2 separate regions of the Neogale vison genome follow, and region 2 is linked to region 1. A link is a contact called in public Hi-C data. All regions are on one chromosome and are shown on one strand. The core of a region is the stretch at or near the end of the contact, and the rest is flanking DNA. Distances in the headings are between cores, read along the strand shown.

Evidence for each region. A called contact is a pair of places that touch in the nucleus more often than the background predicts.
Region 2: a contact with region 1 is called in a Hi-C map of muscle, with 5 times the contacts expected there. The contact joins the promoter of RETREG3 here to the promoter of PSME3 in region 1. A contact is called at or near these places in 2 of 3 Hi-C or Micro-C datasets (fibroblasts and muscle).

The regions. Positions count from the first base shown.
Region 1 is chr5:19,668,639-19,673,940 of ASM_NN_V1, forward strand. PSME3 (proteasome activator complex subunit 3) reads right to left here and starts at 2,936. Exons shown (of 11, transcript XM_044247855.1): 1 at 2,681-2,936; 2 at 1,950-1,982; 3 at 1,766-1,828; 4 at 1,459-1,563; 5 at 310-358. The coding sequence starts at 2,722.
Region 2 is chr5:19,838,070-19,843,371 of ASM_NN_V1, forward strand. It overlaps RETREG3 (reticulophagy regulator 3), which reads left to right and starts at 2,714. Exons shown (of 9, transcript XM_044247878.1): 1 at 2,714-2,982. The coding sequence starts at 2,744. LOC122906184 (tubulin gamma-1 chain) reads right to left here and starts at 2,400. Exons shown (of 11, transcript XM_044247877.1): 1 at 2,303-2,400; 2 at 1,872-1,984; 3 at 1,521-1,688; 4 at 427-495; 5 at 74-153. The coding sequence starts at 2,351.

The DNA of each region.
Region 1 (5,302 bases), core at 1,686-4,185:
CGCTCTAAAGATTTAATGCACCAACGATTACTGAAGAGAAAATAACATGGAACTTGAACTTCTGTGAAAAACCTGAAATGTGCAGCCACCTCCAACCTCTCTCCCTTGGCAGTCTGCACTAAGCAAAGCCCTCCCTGTTTACTGGGACATTAGGTTTTGGGTGCTAAATTATGACCACGTTTGGAGAACATGGGAATGCAAACTCTGGAAAATCAAGTCTGATCTTATTTCCTGATCAGAGACTGCCAGATCGATCCCCCTGCTCAGGGCTGCAAACCAGGGAGTAGGTGTGGTAGGGCTGGCTCTTACCTTGGAAGGCCTCTTCACACTCATCCAACCTTCGCTTCTTGTAAGTGGGCTACGGATAGAGACAGGAATTAGCCTGCTCTTCACACCCATATCCCCATCACAAGTTTCCCTTTGGGTAACTTTGCCCCACAGGTTGTTTTAATTTATACACAATTTTCTAAGCACATACAGGGCTTTAAGGATAGATTCTTGCCACAAAGCAACTTACACTCTAGTTGAATATGTCAACTGACATATTAAGCACTTGGGGGGAGGGGATACTATAAACAACAGGAAAAATGAACCAGTCAATGCAGGGTGAGTATCATTAAGGGAATATGTACACATCTTCTGGTTCCACAAACAAGCACAATATTCAATCAACAAACATGTGCTTAGCACCTGTTATGTACCAGATATAGAACTAGGTGCTGGGGATACAAAGTTGATTACGACAGCTTCTGCTTTCCACAATTGCAAGCTCTATCAATGAGACAGTAACTCAAACAACAATACAGTGTTATCACTGTTATTATAAAACGTGGTCATGTAACTGACAAGCACTAGGTGCTAAAAAGATACCTAACAAAGACAGGGACTACAGTCCAATACACAATAAAAACTGCTCATTCTGTAACAATACTCAAGACACTGACACGGGGGCACACAAGGGACTTAGTTGTTAAGCGTCTGCCTTTGGCTCAGATCATGATCCTAGGGTCCTGGGATCAAGCCCTGCATTGGGCTCTCTGCTTGGCAGGAAGCCTGCTTTTCCCTCTTCCACTCCCCCCACTTGTACTCCCTCTCTCACTGTATCTCTCTCTGTCAAATAAATAAATAAAATCTTTAAAGAAAAAAGAAAAATAAGACACTGACATAGGTGAGAAAAATCTTGCTTAGAGCCACAGGGACAGACCAGACAACCTGAGGGAACCTGCAGCTATCAGTCTTATGTGGCACTCACTCTAGGACAGAGTAGCATCAGGTTATACACTTCATGCTATAAATGAAAATCAGGGTCTAAAAGTGGTATACTGGAATCAGCACGTCTGTAAGAGCCCTCATTCCTAGATCCTAATCCCACTGTTTCCTCTGTACATATTCAAATTGACTAGGAAGAGAATAGAGAACTACTGCTTCAGAATACAAAGAAAAACGCAGGACACTCACACCGTCCAGTCCATCATGGCTATTGGTGAGAAGAATGGGGTCAGGGACTGGGAGATTCATGTCTGAGTGGATCTGAGTTAGGTCATGGATGTTTAGGATTGGTTCCTGAAAGAGAGACACCCACCCCCAAAACAACATTAGTCTTTTCAAAATGAACAAAGAAGTATTTCATTTGAAGGGCAAGAAATAGTGTTTTACTGTACAAAACAAAATAGAATCAACACATGATTTCTCCCATTTGACAGAAAGACCAGAGCCAAAAAAAAGGGGGGGGGTGGTTTAAAGAAAAGAAAAGGGTCTCTCTCACCTTCAAAAAACTATCGAGTTCTAACAACTTCTTTGGGAAAAAATTTGCCACCAAGTCTTCTGCCTGAAGATGAAGGAAAATACACTTCAATTAGTAACTGCGGGAAGGTCTCTCTCTATAGATCTCTTCTCTGGGAAATTCCGAACTATCAACCAACACTTATTTTTCTATTTATTGCACTCACCTCACTTGTGATCCGCTCCCTGAAAGAATCAACCTAAAATTAACAAAGAGAGCAATTCAGTAACAGCAAGTCAGCACCTGGCAACAGGGGTACCAGCAGGATAGGAAAGCCCAAATCCAGCTGTCTTCCCCTCACCTTATAATTGTAATGAGAAGCTGAGAGGCCCCCAGACTGTAAATACTTTATCTTTTTGAGGATCCATTTCTCCATCTCAGGAGAGGGAAGCGGGGCTTGGGAGTAGCACCCACCTGTCTTCCCTCTCACCCTCCCTCCCTGAGTCTGAAGCTGTCTGAATTTGAGAGCAAACAAAAGGCAGGTAGACAGGGGAGATATGAGCTCACAAACGTGCCAAGCCCCCATCCAGACCTAGCCTTTGATACCAAGCAGGTCTGACACCAAGGGTAGGGGCAGAGAGAGTAGCAGTAGCATCCGGAGGCGGGGACGTTGCTGAGCTGGGGGACTTCCAGCTGTCACTGGCCTAAAGTGCTGCGTCCACCACGTGTCTGCGGAGGTCTCACCGGGGCTCTCCACCACCAGACGTGGTTCAGAAGGCCACCCTATAATATCCTCTCCCCCGATGCCATCTCCGGGAGTGGGGGGCTGGGCTAAGCTGAGCGGAAGCTCAGAGCTGGTGTCCCCAGGGAGACAAAGACGCCATGGGGAGTGGGAAGCCGGTCAGACTGCTTGGGGATCGAAGCGAGGGGTCAGGAGGCCCGGACCGGTGCCGCTACCTTGAGCTTCACTTCCTGATCCACCTTCAGCAACGAGGCCATGGCCGGGCCGGGCCGTGTCCGCTCCACAGGAGACCGGAGGCGCTGTGGGCTCCGGGGAGGGGATCAGAGGGACGGGAAGAATCTCGGCTGTTCTAGGGACGCGGCCGCCCTCGCTGGCTCACTCACTGCTCGCTCGCTCGCTCCCTCCCTCGGTGCCGTCCGCCCGCCCGCCTGCTGCCTGCTGCCTGCTCGCTCTCTCGCTCGCCCTCCCGGCTTTCGCCGCTCACGCCGGAAGTTACGTCACAGCCAATCGCCGGGACTCCGGAGAAGCGCACGTGCCCTGCGCAGCCGCGCTAGGGTCTAGCACTGGGCGCTTGGGGCCGGACTCGTATCCCCTGGCTTCCTGTGCGGGGTAAGGGTGAAGTGGGAGGGAGGGTGACAGAAGGTGGTTTGCTGAAAACTGAGCATTAGAGAGACTCGAATACTGTTTGACCTTCTATTAGGTCGGCGCTTGCCCTTGCCGGGGGGAACCTTCTGAACCGCTGCCGCCTCGGGGACTGGAGGACCACGCCGTCGCGCCCCAGTGACGTCGGTCCAAGGAAGCCGGCGGTCCCGGCGCGGGACTCGGGGGGTTCTAGTCTGTGATTTTTGCTGCCTCCTCCCGTCGGCCGAAGCCCTAGTGTTAGGCTGGAGCCAAACAGAAGTCAAATCCTGTGGTACCAGGCTTCCCCACCTTTCTCCGCCACTTACTCTCATACACTTCGAGACCTCAGGGATTAGCTTAGCTGCCTGATGGGCAAATTGACACCCAGAGTGGGGCACTGCTAGTCCAAGGCTGCATAGTATTTCCAGTAAACCTGGACCATAACCCCGATCTCCTGACTTACAGGACGATGCCATATTCTATTTTCCTAATAAGAGGCAGAGACCATAGCTCTTCATTCATCCATTCATTCGGTCTCTTAACACTGGTTATTTCGCGCAATAAAATAGGGGCAGGACCCTGTACTAGGCCCTGGAACAGCATTGTCCCAGAGACTAGAAATACGCGAGGCACTTATGTGAGTAAAAATTATCTAGTAGTCACGTTAAAAGGCAAAACAGGTGAAAATAATTTTAATCATAAATTTAACCCGGTTTATCCAAACATTAAATTTTCGATATGTGATCAATATAAAAATATGGATGAGATCTTACACATTCTTTTCTCAAGCCAAGTCTTTGAAATCAAGTATGGATTTTACACTTATTGTCTCTCTCGATTCAGAGATTCCACATGTGGCTAGTGACTCCTGAATTGAAAAGCACATCTCAGGCACATGGGTGGCTCAGCCGGTTAAGCCTCTACCTTCGGCTGGGGTCATGATCCCAGGGTACTGGGGTTGAGTCCTGCATCAGACTCCTTGCTTAGCGGGGAGTCTGCTTCTCTCTCTGCCTCCGCCTCTTCCCCCTGCTTTGAGAGAGTGCTCGCTCTCTCAAAATAAACAAATAAAATCTTAAAAAAAAAAATAGAGGGGCGCCTGGGTGGCTCAGTGGTTTAAGCCTCTGCCTTCAGCTCAGGTCATGATCTCAGGGTCCTGGGATCGAGCCCCACATCGGGCTCTCTGCTCAGCGGGGAGCATGCTTCCCCCTCTCTCTGCCTGCCTTCTGCCTACTTGTGATCTCTCTCTGTCTATCAAATAAATAGATTAAAAAAAATAGAAAAGCGCATCTCAGGGAAGTCAAAAGTTAAACAAGACTCAAGTTCTCTGGCCACCTGGGTCTTAATACTGGCGAAAGACAGCAGAAAATAACCTGACAACATTACTGCAAAATTTGAGGAATGTTAGGAAATGACTAAGGTAGAGAACACCAGGGGTCTATTTTATATATTTTTTAAGATTTTATTTATTTATTTGAATAATAAATAAATTATTTTTTTAAAAAATAAAATTTTTTATTAAAAAATTTTTTTTATTTTTTATAAAATAAAAATTTATAAAATTTTTATAATATTATAAAAATTATAATATTTTTACATTATAAAAATATAAAGGGGGGGAAGCAGGCTCCCCCCTGAGCAGAGAGCCCAATGCGGGGCTGGATCCCAGGACCCTGAGACAGAGGCTCAACTCACTGAGCCACCCAGGCGTCCCTTTGAATTAAGTAAGAAGGCAGGTTGTCTAATCTACATTTTGGAGTCATTCTTTCTGCTCAGCATTTATCCTGAGAAGGCCTCTGAGCTAAGCACAAGGAAAATGGCAGGAATACACAATTAAATAAAGTGCCATTGGGGCACCTGGGTGGCTCAGTGGGTTAAGGCCTCTGCCTTCAGCTCAGGTCATAATCCCAGTGTCCTGGGATCGAGCCCCGAATTGGTCTCTCTGCTCAGCAGGGAGCCTGCTTCCCTTCCTCTATCTCTCTCTCTCTGCCCGCCTCTCTGCCTACTTGTGCTCTCTGCCTGTCAAATAAATAAAATCTTTAAAATAAATAAATAAAGTGCCATTGATTATGCATAGCCTTTGGAATCAGAGACTTGGGTTAATCCTACCTCAGCTCCTTTCTGTGATATTTTCGGGAAATGATTGAAATGCTGGGTCTCAATTCCCTCATCTGTGAAAAGGAATTTTGATTATAAATAAATAATATGCAATTCTGTGG
Region 2 (5,302 bases), core at 1,464-3,963, 170 kb after region 1:
GGAAGGCATATCTGAAAGTCCTCCCAGCTTCTTGGGAAGCCAAGTTTTCCAGCCTCATGAAACACAGGCTTACCTGTCATTCAGCCTTTCTAAGAGGTAGGAGCCCAGGCCAGAGCCTGTCCCCCCAGCGATGGAGTGACACAGCACGAAGCCCTGCATGGGGAAGGGGCAGTCAGTGTCTAGGTATTGCATTGCAAACTGGACCCATCCTACAACTTCTAGGACTCCTATTTTCCCGAGGCCTCTCCTCCACTTCCCTCCCCCACACCTACAGCTTAGGAGACCCTGCTTTGTGTCCAACAAAGCCCAGTGGCTTGTTCAGTGGAAAGGGCACATGGGGAGGTCTTATACCTAACAGGTGGCTTCTAAAGGGTGTCGTCAAGCCTTTCCTATGACAACTCCCACCAGCATTCCTAAGACACTCACCTCTAGACTGTCACTGCCATCTGCCTCCCGATCTATGATGTCGAAAATGTCCTCATGGATCTTCTCTCCCTGTACAGACATGGGGAGTGTCAGAGTGGGACAGGACCATGGACAAGGACTCTGACCTCAGAAGAGCCACCCTGGATTTTCTTTACAGAACCACAGAAGTCCTTTTGTGGAGCATAGTAGCCCTGCTTTTCATTTGTATTGAGAGGCAGTAAAGCACAGTGGGTATGAGCAGACGGTACATCCGGGTCATGTATTAGTTCTAGTTTTATTTAACCAAGTGACTCTGGGCACATTACTCAGTTTCCTCATCTGTATAAAGAAGGGAATAATACAACTCTTCAATGCCTTATTTAAAATTCTTGGGGCCAGGTACGTTTTGGGATTCAAATATTTCCCGTTCAAGTAAGATACTATGGTATTTATGATGTATGTTAAGTAAAACGCCAGTGGGTGTCTAATGTGTGTTAATCAAATATTGTAATATATTAATGATTAATTAATTAATAATTAATATTAATTATTATTCTTCCCTCAGAATATTTCTGCAATGACACATATGAGTAATGACAAGTTGGATAGAAGCTAAAATAGCTGATCTCCACTGAGATTTGTTGTTTATTTTTAAAGATTTTATTTTTAAATAATTTCTACACCCAACGTGGGTCTCGAACTCACAATCCCCAAGATCAAGAGTCACATGCTCTACTGAATGAGCCACCCAGGCACCCAATATTTTGTTTTGCTACTAAATAAGTTATAAATCATCTTTTGGTTTCACAGCTTTCTGGAATCTGAAAAAGCAGTTAAGAGGCCATGAACCTATAATATCTACCTCTACAGTTGTGGGGAGGTTTAAGTAAGTTATATGTAAAGCATTTAGTATAGCCTGGCACATAGCATTGGCAAGTGCAGTCTTAACCATATTATGTAGTAGACTTTAAAAAAAGAACTCTGCTCAGCCATCTCTCTCTCCCTCTCCACTACGCATACATCCTTGATCTGGTTTCTTCTCTCTCCGACAAGTCATACAACCTGTCCTCACACAGGAAGGGAGTTGTGGGTCCTGCCAGAGAATAGCAAATGACCTGCGAGAATCCACTGGCCCAGTTGTTGCCAGCTCCTCCTCCATGCTCCGACAGGTAGATGTTCTCTGGGTTGTAGAGCTTCGCATAGGGGGAGTTGAGGATGGAGTGGATCACCCGGGGCTCCAAGTCCAGCAGCACCGCCCTGGGGATGTAGTGCTCATCGTCTGCCTGCCAAGGGGCATCCAGCAAGGGGGCACAATCAGCTAAGGCCCAGCCCTCCATCCTCCCAGTTCTGGCTCCTGCCTGCCCTCCCTCCTCAAGCCTCCCGCCCTGGTTCCTCTGCCCAGCGGGTCTCCCGGTACCAGGCCCCTGCCCTTCCCTCAGAACCCCTGGCCAAGTCGCTGGGGGCACCTGGTAGAAAAAGACGTCCTTGCGGTCAGTGCCCTCGGTGGCGAACTCCTCCACGATGCCCTCGGGGCTGATACCATGCTCGGCGCACAGCTGTTTCCAGAACTCGAACCCAACTGGGGGAGGCGGGCGGACGGGGGAGAAAGAGGGTATCTGGGTCTGGGCAGATTCCAGCTAGGAACTGAGGGACTGAGCGTCTGGGTCTGAAGGCAGGAAGTCAAGCTTCGGGAGTCTCCCATGTAGGAGAAAAGGCTGTATGCCAGCGACTGGGAGAGGAGGGCCCCTCGGGGTTGGGCAACTGGACACTGGGTCAGGCATGTCCCGCCTTCGGAAAACTACGATTCTGGGAAGGGCAGATGGAATCCAGGATCACACAGCGAGATCCCACAGAATCTAAGGAACCTAAGTAGTGGAGGGGCCGGAGGTTCGCTCACTCTGATTGCCGCACTGGCCCAACTGTAGGGTGATGATTTCCCTCGGCATCGCTCCTCAGGCACCGGCGCTGCACACGCTCCCGCCAGCCAAGCCGCGGCTCTCAAGCCGCTAGCCGCACGACGCAGGCGCCAAACAACCTGTTCCTCCCACAAACTTTCTCTGCTCCAATGAGAACTGAGTTCTGGCGATGGCAGGTCCTTATTCATTCGGCTTCAGTCGAGCAGACTGCGCGTGCGCAGCTCCGGGTCGCGCTCTGCGCCTGGGCGCGGAGGTCGTACTTTGATGTAGTGTTCTTTCCTCTGGGTGGACGGGAGCTAGAGCCCGCGCGCAGGCGCACTGTGGAAAACGCGGCCTCCCCCGCCGAATCGCGCATCTGCGCAGTTGGTGTTTATTGTGACCGTCGGGCCGCGGCCCCGGATGTTGTGGCTGCCGGGGGGGAGATGGCGGAGGCAGAGGGGGTGGCCGCGGCCCCAGGCCCAGCCTCGGGGCCGACTTTCAGGGGCCGCCGCGCTCTGTCAGGCTCCTGGGAGCGAGACCAGCAGGTTGAGGCGGCGCAGCGGGCCCTGGTGGAGGTGCTGGGGCCTTACGAGCCTCTGCTGAGCCGGGTGCAGGCAGCCCTGGTGTGGGAGCGGCCAGCCAGGAGCGCCCTGTGGTGCCTGGGGCTGAACGCGGCTTTCTGGTGAGAGAACTGGGCCCTCGGAAACCCTTCCAGGCGCGAATTCGTCAGGTTTTTCTAGGGCTCTACCTCTCGCCTCTCCTGTTTTCTTCGCTGCATTGGCTCCTTACAGTAGCTGTCTAATTTTGCCTCGTCTCCTTCCACTCCATTCCGCCTGCAGGCTTTGCACCGCAGTTCTCCCTAGGGCCTTCCAGTTATCGTCCCTGCTTTACTTGTCCCGCAGCTTCACCCCGTACATATGGCAGGAGCTTCTGGTAACATCTTGAGCCGCTCGCAGTGAGCGAGGGCGCCTCATTTTGGCTAGGGAAAGCTGTGTCACTTAAGGCTATCACTTCCCGTCTCTTGTTTGCTCAAATGTGGTTTGAAGACCACCCCCCGAGCTCTGATTTTAGTAGTTGTTACTGGGGGTAGATGCGTGAGACTTGAGATGTTGCAAAGGTATCCATAGGTGTGATAGAATAAGAGTGATCTGAATTAGAATTAGCACGTTAGGTGTTCTTTCTCCTGCTCAAGGAAGTTTGTGAAGTCTGAGCGTCAGTGAGAGCCTCCAAAGCTGCAAGTTGAAAGAAAATTAAAAGCTTTTGAAGAACAGTTATGAAATAGTGATAGTGAGGTTTCACCCGTTTCAAAGCCACTTATGATTGCAACTCCTCCCAAAGAATTAGAGATCCATCCTTAGGCATGGTTTATAGGCAGGGAAATTGAGGATGCCTAAGAGCGTGTGTGAGTTTTCCTCAGCTGGAGAAGTGAGACTGTGTATGTGCTCTAAGAGTCTGTGTATCATGCTATGTGAAATGGAACTGCTGCTTCTTGGTTGTCGTGACCTAAGGTGGACATAGGTCTTCATACAATCTGCTGAGCATACTTCGGAATTATTCATAACTAAGAAAGGATTATCCACCAAATTCCAAGGGAACTGCAGTATTGGGGAGGGGGTCTACAGCTGAATGAAAAACCTATTCTGGATAAGTCTGAAATGGAACATTTCCAAAGAAAATATGTCTTGTTTTGTTTTTAAGATTTTATTTATTTGACACACACACACAGAGAGAGAGAGAGAGACAGCAAGAGCAGGAACACAAGCAGAGGGAGTGGGAGAGGGAGAAGCAGGCTTCCCAGTGAGCAGGGAGCCCAATGTGGGGCTCGATCCCAGGACCCTGAGGTCAAGACCTGAGCAGAACGCAGACGCTTAACGACTGAGACACCCAGGCATCCCAGACAGCAATATGTTTTTGCTGAAAATACTTTTTTCTCTTAAAATTCTTGGTCTTAAAACCAGCACATTTATTATTTTTTGTCTGAAAGATTTTTAGTGAACTGGAGCACAATTTCAAATTCTTTGACAGAAAGATACAATGTTCAGCTATTACTCCTCACAGTTTGAAGAAGACTCAGATTAAAGGTGTTGCAGCAGTCTCTGACATTAGTTGCTTCCAGAGACTTAAGCAAACTTGGTGATAAAGTTTTCCTACAGCATTCTTCATTTATTTTTGGTAGTGCTTCTTTGATCCCCAGGTACTTACTTCTTTTCCTGTTCTAACTCTGTCAGAAACCTTTAACTGTAGCACCATTGGTCAAGAGCATTTTCTGAAATGATCTTCTCTTCCTTTCCCCACCTTCCCCGTCACAGCCCTAAACCCCAAACCATCCAGTCAGAACTTCATTTTTTACCACTGAGATTGTCCTCCTGGGGAAAAAAAAGTTGGTCCTCATTAAACCAGTTTGGATCCAAGTATGATTGGCTGATACATAAAAACTCCATCAGGATTTAAATGAATAATGAAACCAAGGGTGTGTTAATACAAATGAATCAGTAGCACGTCTGTTGTTATTTCTCAGGGGACTTTCCCTGTGCCTCTTGCATGAGAAACTTTAGAAGTAGGTTGTGGAGTTGAGATCTGAACATGGCTGCTCCTACTGTTGGAGTTAGCTTTAATTTTGGCCCTCAGCAGTGTATGCTCAAGTTTACTAATAGGCTAAGTTTAGAATCGCACTCAGCTCCTGTTTTCTTACATCTTCCTCTCTTAAAGCCTTGTGATTGGTCTTTATCTCTGCCATTTCCTGGTAGCTTGCCTACTGTGTATCCAGAACGTGGTTACTTGTTACATTCCCATCCCTCTCCATAATGTAGGTGAGGAGCTACAGCAGAAGGAAGGTGTGACTGGAGACTCCGGTACTTTATGGAGAGAGGACTCATACCCATGAAGGTTACAGAGTGACAGCTAAGGTAGCTTGGTATGGCAATTCACAGGATTGTTGTTTTAGGAAATGAGCCCCCTTGGGAGGCATTTGGAGGTTCAAATTGAAGACTAGACTTAACATT